Regions from separate parts of the Mus musculus genome. Here all the other regions are linked to region 3. Evidence: chromatin contacts called from public Hi-C data. All regions are on one chromosome and are shown on one strand. Each heading gives the region's core, a stretch centred on a gene start, on an enhancer-like site or on the middle of the called end of the contact. The rest is flanking DNA. Distances are from core to core; before and after follow the strand shown.

Region 1 (2,700 bases), core at 181-2,680, 490 kb after region 3:
GGCCTATCAGTCATTCATGCTGAATGCAAATGTATATACCTCTGCCAACATCTCCCAAATAATTGCCAGATGAGAGGTGGGACTTTGAAGAGGCTTTGGACACAGTTCTTTCCTCCAGGAAGGAAATGTAACTGATGAAACTACTATGACCTCAATGTTGTTGGGGCAAAGTAGTGTGTAGAAAGATAAGCATTAAGATTGGGGCCAAGCTGAAGATAAAGGAACTTAAGTAGGTGATGTCTCTGGAGGACAGTGGAGGTCAGGGCCCCTGCACTGGGTTTGAGGACAGTTCATGATGCTTCTGGGATCTAAGCAATTCAGGTAGGTAGAGTGTAGAGGGCACTAGGACACAGAAGGGGTACTGAGAGTATAAGGGGAGTAGACATGATATAAAGGGCCTGTGGCTACATAGTAGCACTCTTTCAGGACAGAGGGGAACCTTTAGTGGGTGTTAAGTAACTCACCCTTTTCTCAGATGAGTTTGGATACATAGAGAGTGAACTGCTAGACATCAGGAGAAATGAGATTCCAGGAGTGTGGGACCACCAACCGTGTGGGCACAGTGATGAGAAGCCTACCTCTTCTACTTTGCTTGCCACCAAAAAGCTGGATCCTAGCCCACCTGTACTCCCAAGGCTCTGGGTAGTCTTCTTAGATGGGTGTTCACCCTCTTTTTTCCTGGAGGAAGCTACCACTGTACTTGTCTGTGGAGCTTCTGACCCACACAGTGATTTCTGTGACATGATATCTGGAGCTTGTGACATGATATAGGAGTTCTCTGTGTGTTTGCTCTAAGACTGGAAGCAAAGGGCAGATACAGTCCTTGACCTGCCAAGTATTAGATGTTAAATACCTGTGGTGCCTGTACCTGCAGGATGCCCCACAATGCTGGTATGCCAGGGCATCGCAAGGACTCTGTCTCTGATTTTCCTTGGGTCTAGGCAGAATCTCCAATAGGATCTTGAACTATGGAATAAGTGGATAATATATGAAAAAACAAAAAAGAAAAATAAGGGGGATGTCTCTCTCTGAGTCTGTTAGTCTCCTTGACTCCCATTTCTAATCTTTCTCCATGGCTTTTGTCTGCTCCATTAACTCTTCTCCTGGTATGCCATGTGTGGTTGTTCAGACTCTACATGGTATAAGATCTACCAGCTGCAAAAGGACCACCAGTCAGTCAGTAACTGATATGAGAATATAAACATTTGTAGAGATGTGAGTCTCACCACTGGGCCCCAGCGCATTAAGGGAGAAGGCTTTTGATACAGAGCCAGGGACATACTCTAACCACAGATGTGCTCTGAGCTTCTCTTGAGGCCCCTGTGCTTACTACTTGCTGGTCTTTTATGCAAAAATCTCACTCCTGTCTAACACTGATGAGGCTCGGTGGGTGTAGAGCTTCCTGTCAGTTGCACGGTTTTCTGATGGGCAGGAAACTCAAGCTTGACACAGGAACTGTATGAGAGGCAACAACCCAGACTGCATGAAAGCCCTCAGCTTTTGGCAGACAGAACCTCAAGCGAGGTTGCACACCAGGAAGGAAAGACAGCAACCAAGTCTGAAAATCTCTGTAACAAATAGAACTGAAAGTGACATTTGGGAAGCTCTTCCCCAGTTGGCCCTGCCTCTCACCTTACCTTCATGCTTACATACAGCGACTTGGGGTCCAGATGACACAGCATACATTTGACAGTCACTGACTGCAGAACAGAAGACTATAAGAGCTTCATGATGGAAGGAGAAAAAAGATGGAGAGAGAAAACTTGCCAGCTGAGGTTTTGTTCCTGTGCAAGAAGCTCACTCCATGCATCCTCTAGGACTTGACTACCAGCAGCCACAGGAAGGAGGACTCATTACTGCCTCATCCTCAAAGACCTGTGATTCTATCCTTAAGACCAATTGAAGACAGGACACCTGCCCTGCTCTCCTAATCAGTGAACTGCAAGCTTGCTTTGCAAGTGACTGCTCCTGGCTGGCACTTTGAAGTCTTCTGAGAGCATGCAGCAAAAACATCCTGGAGTTAGCTAGGATTCAGTACTGCTGTGGGCTTGCTTCTTAGATGAAAGGCTGACAAAATCTGTCAGAGATAGGAGAAGGTGTTTGCCAACTATTTTTCCAGTGTCCCTAGGGTGTTCTCATCAAGAAAGTAGTGGGAGATGCTTCAACACTGTCCCTAGGGTGTCATCAGCAGGAAGTCAATAGGAGATGCTTCAACACTATCCCCAGGGTATCTGCATCAAGGAGGAGGTGGGAGATGCTTAAACTCTGTCCCCAGAGTGTGAGAACTGACTTGAGCTGAAGAGTGTGTGTGTGTGTGTGTGTGTGTGTGTGTGTGTGTGTGTGCACACGTGTGCGTGCACGTGTATGTGTTTTCCATAACTAAGACTCGAAGGGCCCCAGAAGAGTGAAGCTAAGTCCAGGGACAGATGTGACTCTAGGATCTACTGATAGAAGATATGAGTCAGACAACCCAGGTGCTCCTCACTCCCTGATGAAGCTCCTCCCCACTGTACAAGTGATTCACTCCTGTGTTTACTTCGGGTAGCCAGAGATCAGTTTGCTCACTTTTTCACTCTGCCCAGGCTTAAACCATCATTGTGTAATGTTGTAAACTTTAAGAAAGGGCAACTGTAGGATATGTTTCTCAGATATCTAATGAAACCTTGTGTCTTAGTTGGAGTGTTATTGCTGTGAAGAGAC
Region 2 (2,700 bases), core at 128-2,627, 350 kb after region 3:
GTATGTCTTCAGGCAACTGTCACTTCAGGATCTCTGCAATGGTGTCTGGGGAACTCCCTTCCTCCTCCCAAGGTGCAGCTATGTCTGAACAGGAAGGCCAGATTGGTGTCAGGTCCTAAAGAGTCTCATGGGTAGAGACACTTGCACCTTGGTTCAGCTCACACTCTGGGCATTCAGGCAGAGAGTCCTGAGGGAAAATGTTCCTAGCTGAGACTCCGTGGGCTCTGGGCTGGACCTGGGGTTTCCTGAGTTGATTTCTAGGTATCCTGGTGCTGCAGAAACAGCAGCACAATGCAGGAGACAAACTCACAGCTGTCACCAGCCTAAAGAGGGACTTCAGGAAATCAGAGGAGAGCAGGTGGCTCTTAGCAGCTGGTCACTCATGTGTACCCCACCTTTGCAATTACATTCTGTACATTTTGTACCTCGGAACATACTGGTGGTTCTGTCCCCCTGTGTCTCTCAATCTGGGTACAGAGGCAGGAGGAACTGGTTACTAAATACTCTAAGTCTCAGAAATAAGAAGCAAGTGAATTGCTGGAGTGACCAGTGGGGTTTGTTTAAAATGGCTTTAGTATGTGCACAGGACATTTAATGTATTTATAAATGCATATGATACACATAACACAATGGTAAAATGCAGTGCATATGACCCAGTGCTTTTGTGGACATACATATATGCATCACATGAATGAAGTAAGTACATGCACATCTATGCATGCATACAAGGTGAATATGTGTATAGAAATACATGCACACATGCATGTTCTGTAGCCTTTCTGATCTACTTGCCCCTTGGAGTTTTATTCTATTAACTTGTTAACTCTTAAAATCATCCTTCATGTAGGTCTTGTTATGTCAGTTTATAGAAAAAGGAAGTGAGGCATAGGAAAAACTTCAGCAGCTGGGTGTGTACATTGCAGCTGGGTGAGGAATTTCCCCGAAGATGCCTTTCCTGCCACATGCAAACCCATCCCTGGGGCACTCTCTCTCTCTCTCTGTGTGTGTGTGTGTGTGTGTGTGTGTGTGTGTGTGTATGACCCTCCCTTCCCTGGCTCATTCTCACATCTAAGTCATGGGTAGCTGATGAAGTGTGGCTTATGCTAGGAAGTTCTTCTGGACTTCAGGACATTTAGAAGAGCCAAAGCTATTTGGATTCCACCAGATGCTGGAATCTTGGAAGCCCCTGAATTCAAAAGGGATGTGGGCATTCCACCTCTCATGGCCCATAGGCATTCTCAATTTCTTGGAGCCCTGAAGTACCACCACCAGGTACAAATGACCCGCAGGCTCGGCAGACATTTGGAGCAAGCACCCACGAGCCACGCTTGTTGCAATAATCCTGTAGATTATCAACAACCCAAGATGACCCGAAGTGGGTCACAGTCCAGTGTAGCTCATTAACTGCTAGCAAACATCCTGTCCCACCCACATGCTAGCCCCTGAGGAATGCAAGATTGGAGAACAGGTTCTCGTTCTATCAGAAACAAACTCCCTTGACTCCATGCCCTGCCTCTTCTTTGTTTGACATCTCCTTGCTCCTGTTCCTCCATGACCTGGATACTGAGCCCCGAAGAAAAAAGATCCACTTGCCTGTTACACGATCTCACAGTGCTGTGGGATCTTCTTGGGTTTTTCTTCCCTGTCCCTCTCCCAGCCTCTTGTGATCATCTTCCAGCTTCTGTTCCCAATCTTCCTGGCTTCCTTCCCCAGCAAGGTCACAATTGCAAACAGGTGGGAGAAATTCTGAAAGCAGTTCCACTGGTCCTGGGAATGCATCCCCGGGACATAGTACAAACGAAGGAAAATGCTCACAACATCACAGGGCTGGTAACAGTAACCAGCGTGATCATATGTATTGATGTGCATGACACACAAGTACGCAGCAATAGAGGGATGGAAACTTCCAAGTTCTACTGTTGTTTGCTAGAATATTACACAACCACCATGCAGTGCAATGATTTTTCAAGGTGATTCCAGGAACACTTTTAGAGTGACTCTCCTTGACTCAAGCATAGGATTGAAGGGGGATGGGGAGAGACAGAGTCTGACCCGTAGAGGCCCTATTGAGTACACTGCCCATCTGCAGAGACTGCTAAGTGCAGGAGGGTGATTCTGTTCTAAAGGACAAAAAGCAAAAGCAAGTTTGCGTCACCAGCCTTAACTTAAAGGTCCTTTTCCTGCTTTTTTTCCCGATCGCCATTACTCTCAGCACAGAGGGTAATTTCAGTGCTTAGAAAAAGTGTTTACACAAAAACCATTGAGCAACATAGTGACGTGTCTTCCCCGAACAGCCTCTTGGACGAGCTGTGGGATGTAACACAAAGGCTTGCCAAATGGATCTCAGGCAGGCTGGCTCTGTTACCCTCCCCTTCCCCTTCCTCCTCCTCACCCAGCCATTGATTTCAGAAAGGGCTGAAAACTATTTGGGTGTGCTTGCTTAGTAAAGTGGAAGCATGTAGGAATGTAAGTAGTAGCTATTTGGGCCAGTATCGAGAAAGAGGAAAAGTTCCCAAAGTCAAAACACCTCAAGGCCACAGATAGAGGATCTTTGGTTTCCATTGGCTTAAAACTAGATCTGAGGTGGTGTCCAGGGTGGCAGGGACCTGAGGAGGCTGAAGAGGAAAGACAGATTCCCAGGAGTCCTGCCTGACCCCCACCCACTCAGCTAGCTGCACTCTGAGTTTTGTGTTTATTGAT
Region 3 (2,700 bases), core at 118-2,617:
CCACTGTCTTCCCTGAACTCTGATCTCTACAGGGAAATAAATATCTGAGGTGGGATTACAGGTTTTCTTCTCAGAGACATCTTCAAGCCTTCTCAGAGCCATGGGTTTATAAAAAATTGCATGTGTGGTTTTTTTATTTATTTAAAAAGAGACTAAACTTTTTGACAAACTGTATGGCAGACATTTTGACAAACGTTTAAGCTACCTGTTTAGGCAGACTTATACATGTAGCATGTAATGTGGAAGCAAAATGAGAGGATGGTACAAACCCATTAGGACTTTACCTTGTATACAAAGTAGAATTTCATTCCTTTTTCAGAAATCTAAACATTTAGATACTGCCATATAATGAACGAGGCAGGAAAGAGGCTAAGGAAGGAGGGCCATGGTCAGTAATGAGAGTCACAGAGTACATCTGTGCTGGCCATGAGGAACTCAGAGCATTTGAAATCAGCTGGGCTGACCCACACACCACCACTTTAGAGATCTGTGATTTGAAGCAAGGCTTCTTTTAACTAACTAGAGCTTGGCTCATTCACATATTAAAACAGAATATATCAAAATCTGCCTTGTGGTGGATTATGTGGACTTCATGACTCAAAGGAACATTCCCACAGAGGATAAGCACACTCTTTCCCAATCAAGACCAGCTCCAGCTGGACCATCTCAGTGTTACTGACACAAAGGAGAGGCAATGTGAGGCTTTCTTACTACCTTTGGCCCATCTAAATACAAACTCCACTTGGTAAGAGGAGAAAAGGAAAATCCAAATATTTGCTGATACCTGGGGAATGAGTAGGGATGGAGAAGTGAATATACAAATGTATCATGTAAGGACAGGAACCCAGACAGAGGTTACTGGCCACATGTTACCTAGCTCGAAGAGCAGGCCTTTGTGGCCTGTTTTTTCTTTAGCATGCCACAGCCACTTCATTTCTAAAGTTAGCACCTGCTCAGTAGCCCCATTGGTGTCTGTAGTAGAAACTGTACCCATCCCTTCTTTCTCATATTCTCCCCAGCCCTGTGGGTCACCCATTCTTACTTGGGGGATAGAATGAGCAAAGCTGGAGAGTTGATGGCATGTCCACAGAACAGCATGAGACTACAGGCCTATGGTCACTTCATTTAGCTCTTTTTGCACCTTGGGTCTAGGCTCTCCTCAATCAACAATCCATCCCCCACAGATAAAGACCAGATAGATCCAAGTGAGCATTCAGAGCTCATGCAGGCAACACCTGTGGCTAGTGGGTGCAGGGCTAAATGGCTGCATTATTTCAACTTCTGCTTTCATCCTGTTTTGACTCATATCCAAACACATTGCCTCTGAAAGGTCACCTTTAGGCCTGACTTTCAGTAAGTTTATCAGTAAGCAAAGCAGCACATATGAACATAGCCAACCAGATGGAGCTGCAGGCTGGCTTGGAGGAAGGCCTACGAAGTTCTGCTGATGCATGGAAGCCAGGTCTGTGGGTCCTACCATCTACAGGTATGGATTTGATAGGTTACCTACTTGTATTTTATATTCTTTAAGGGTAAAATGACTCAGAAGTCAAATATCCTTCCACTTAAAGCCACCCCATGCTCCAGGAATGGGTTAGTGATATAGAAATGAGGACCTAAGCTAAGATCTGACTGGTACTTCATTTATAAGTTCTTGCAATGGCCCAAGAGTTTTTGTGTCATTGAATCTGTTAACTGGGCATAATTCCTTACTCCTGGCATATCCTCTCTCTGAGCACAGTCTACCCTGGGATTATGATGGAGTTCTTTTGTTTTTGTTTTTGTTTTTTAAAGACAGGGGAGGACTCTGACCACTACACTCAGTTAATCTGCTTGTTTCTCCTCTCACATCCCTGATGAGCTGGAGGACATTAGGCATGGCCTATGACATGCCCTCAGTTTCCTCGACTGCAAATTGAAGAGTGTGATAGTGATAATGTGGTTGGACTATTATAAAAATTAGGAGCTGCTTTGAAGGAATTTTCACGTGAGATGCTATTCTTATGTGATATGCATATGTATATCCAATGGCTCACATCATATGCATAAAGCTCTTAGAGCCATGTGTGGCACACCTCAGGCACCAAGCCACACTACAATTATCACTGTCATAAAAATGAGAACTGAGGAGACACCATGATGACCTGGCTAGTCAGCTCGTGATTGTCTTAGATATGAAAGCACAACTAGCACTGGCCTGGGATCTGCTAGCTTTAGGGGCGTAAGACCTTCCAGGGCCTGGTTGGAAACACAGCTCGCTGATATCCACCTTCCACCCGCCATCACAGTTCTGCTGGGCCTTCAGATTTACTTGTTTCCTTCCTCTCCTTACCTTGCTCAGTCCTGTTTTTCACGGGTATCAACTCTGCAAGGGCATGTTGACTGGGTGTGATTTGATTTGTACCTGGGCACAGTGGCATGGGTTCTGAGCACAGCTGGTTTGCATGGTCAATTCAGACATGAGGTGTCACTGTAGGTCACAGTAATGCAGATGGAAGAAACCAATCGGCAGGAGTGGGGGAGGGGACTATTACAGCAGAGTAACTAGGTTGTCTTTATTGGGTGGAAATGTGTTTCCCCAACATCCTGGGAGGCCCCCGGTTTTTAATTAATTCTGTGCTGTATGCATGTGGCCCTCCCTGAGGAGGTGTCTGAAGTTTGTGTGGACTGGAAAATTCACTATTTGCAATTCTGTGAGAA

What was found. A called contact is a pair of places that touch in the nucleus more often than the background predicts.
Region 1: a contact with region 3 is called in a Hi-C map of Th1 cells, with 3 times the contacts expected there. The contact joins two enhancer-like sites. A contact is called at or near these places in 1 of 484 Hi-C or Micro-C datasets (Th1 cells) and 1 of 115 datasets of contacts at active chromatin or transcription factors (memory CD8 T cells).
Region 2: a contact with region 3 is called in a Hi-C map of B cells, with 2.9 times the contacts expected there. The contact joins two enhancer-like sites. A contact is called at or near these places in 1 of 484 Hi-C or Micro-C datasets (B cells), 3 of 115 datasets of contacts at active chromatin or transcription factors (effector CD8 T cells, memory CD8 T cells and pancreatic cancer cells) and 1 of 9 other capture datasets (liver).

The regions. Positions count from the first base shown.
Region 1 is chr15:67,288,576-67,291,275 of GRCm38.p6, forward strand. The region is part of intron 5 of 1700012I11Rik (RIKEN cDNA 1700012I11 gene); the gene reads left to right. Among named protein-coding and RNA genes, the nearest start is that of 1700012I11Rik, 63 kb to the left of the region's middle. Within about 2 kb of position 1,431, at least 77 of the 459 cell types and tissues checked have an H3K27ac peak or open chromatin away from gene starts, as enhancers often do. A contact at or near this core is called in Th1 cells, where this site is marked.
Region 2 is chr15:67,144,599-67,147,298 of GRCm38.p6, forward strand. All of the region lies in intron 2 of St3gal1 (ST3 beta-galactoside alpha-2,3-sialyltransferase 1), which reads right to left. Among named protein-coding and RNA genes, the nearest start is that of Gm31400, 24 kb to the right of the region's middle. Within about 2 kb of position 1,378, at least 158 of the 459 cell types and tissues checked have an H3K27ac peak or open chromatin away from gene starts, as enhancers often do. A contact at or near this core is called in B cells, where this site is marked.
Region 3 is chr15:66,797,339-66,800,038 of GRCm38.p6, forward strand. All of the region lies in intron 41 of Tg (thyroglobulin), which reads left to right. All of the region lies in intron 3 of Sla (src-like adaptor), which reads right to left. Among named protein-coding and RNA genes, the nearest start is that of Sla, 33 kb to the right of the region's middle. Within about 2 kb of position 1,368, at least 33 of the 459 cell types and tissues checked have an H3K27ac peak or open chromatin away from gene starts, as enhancers often do. A contact at or near this core is called in B cells and Th1 cells, where this site is marked.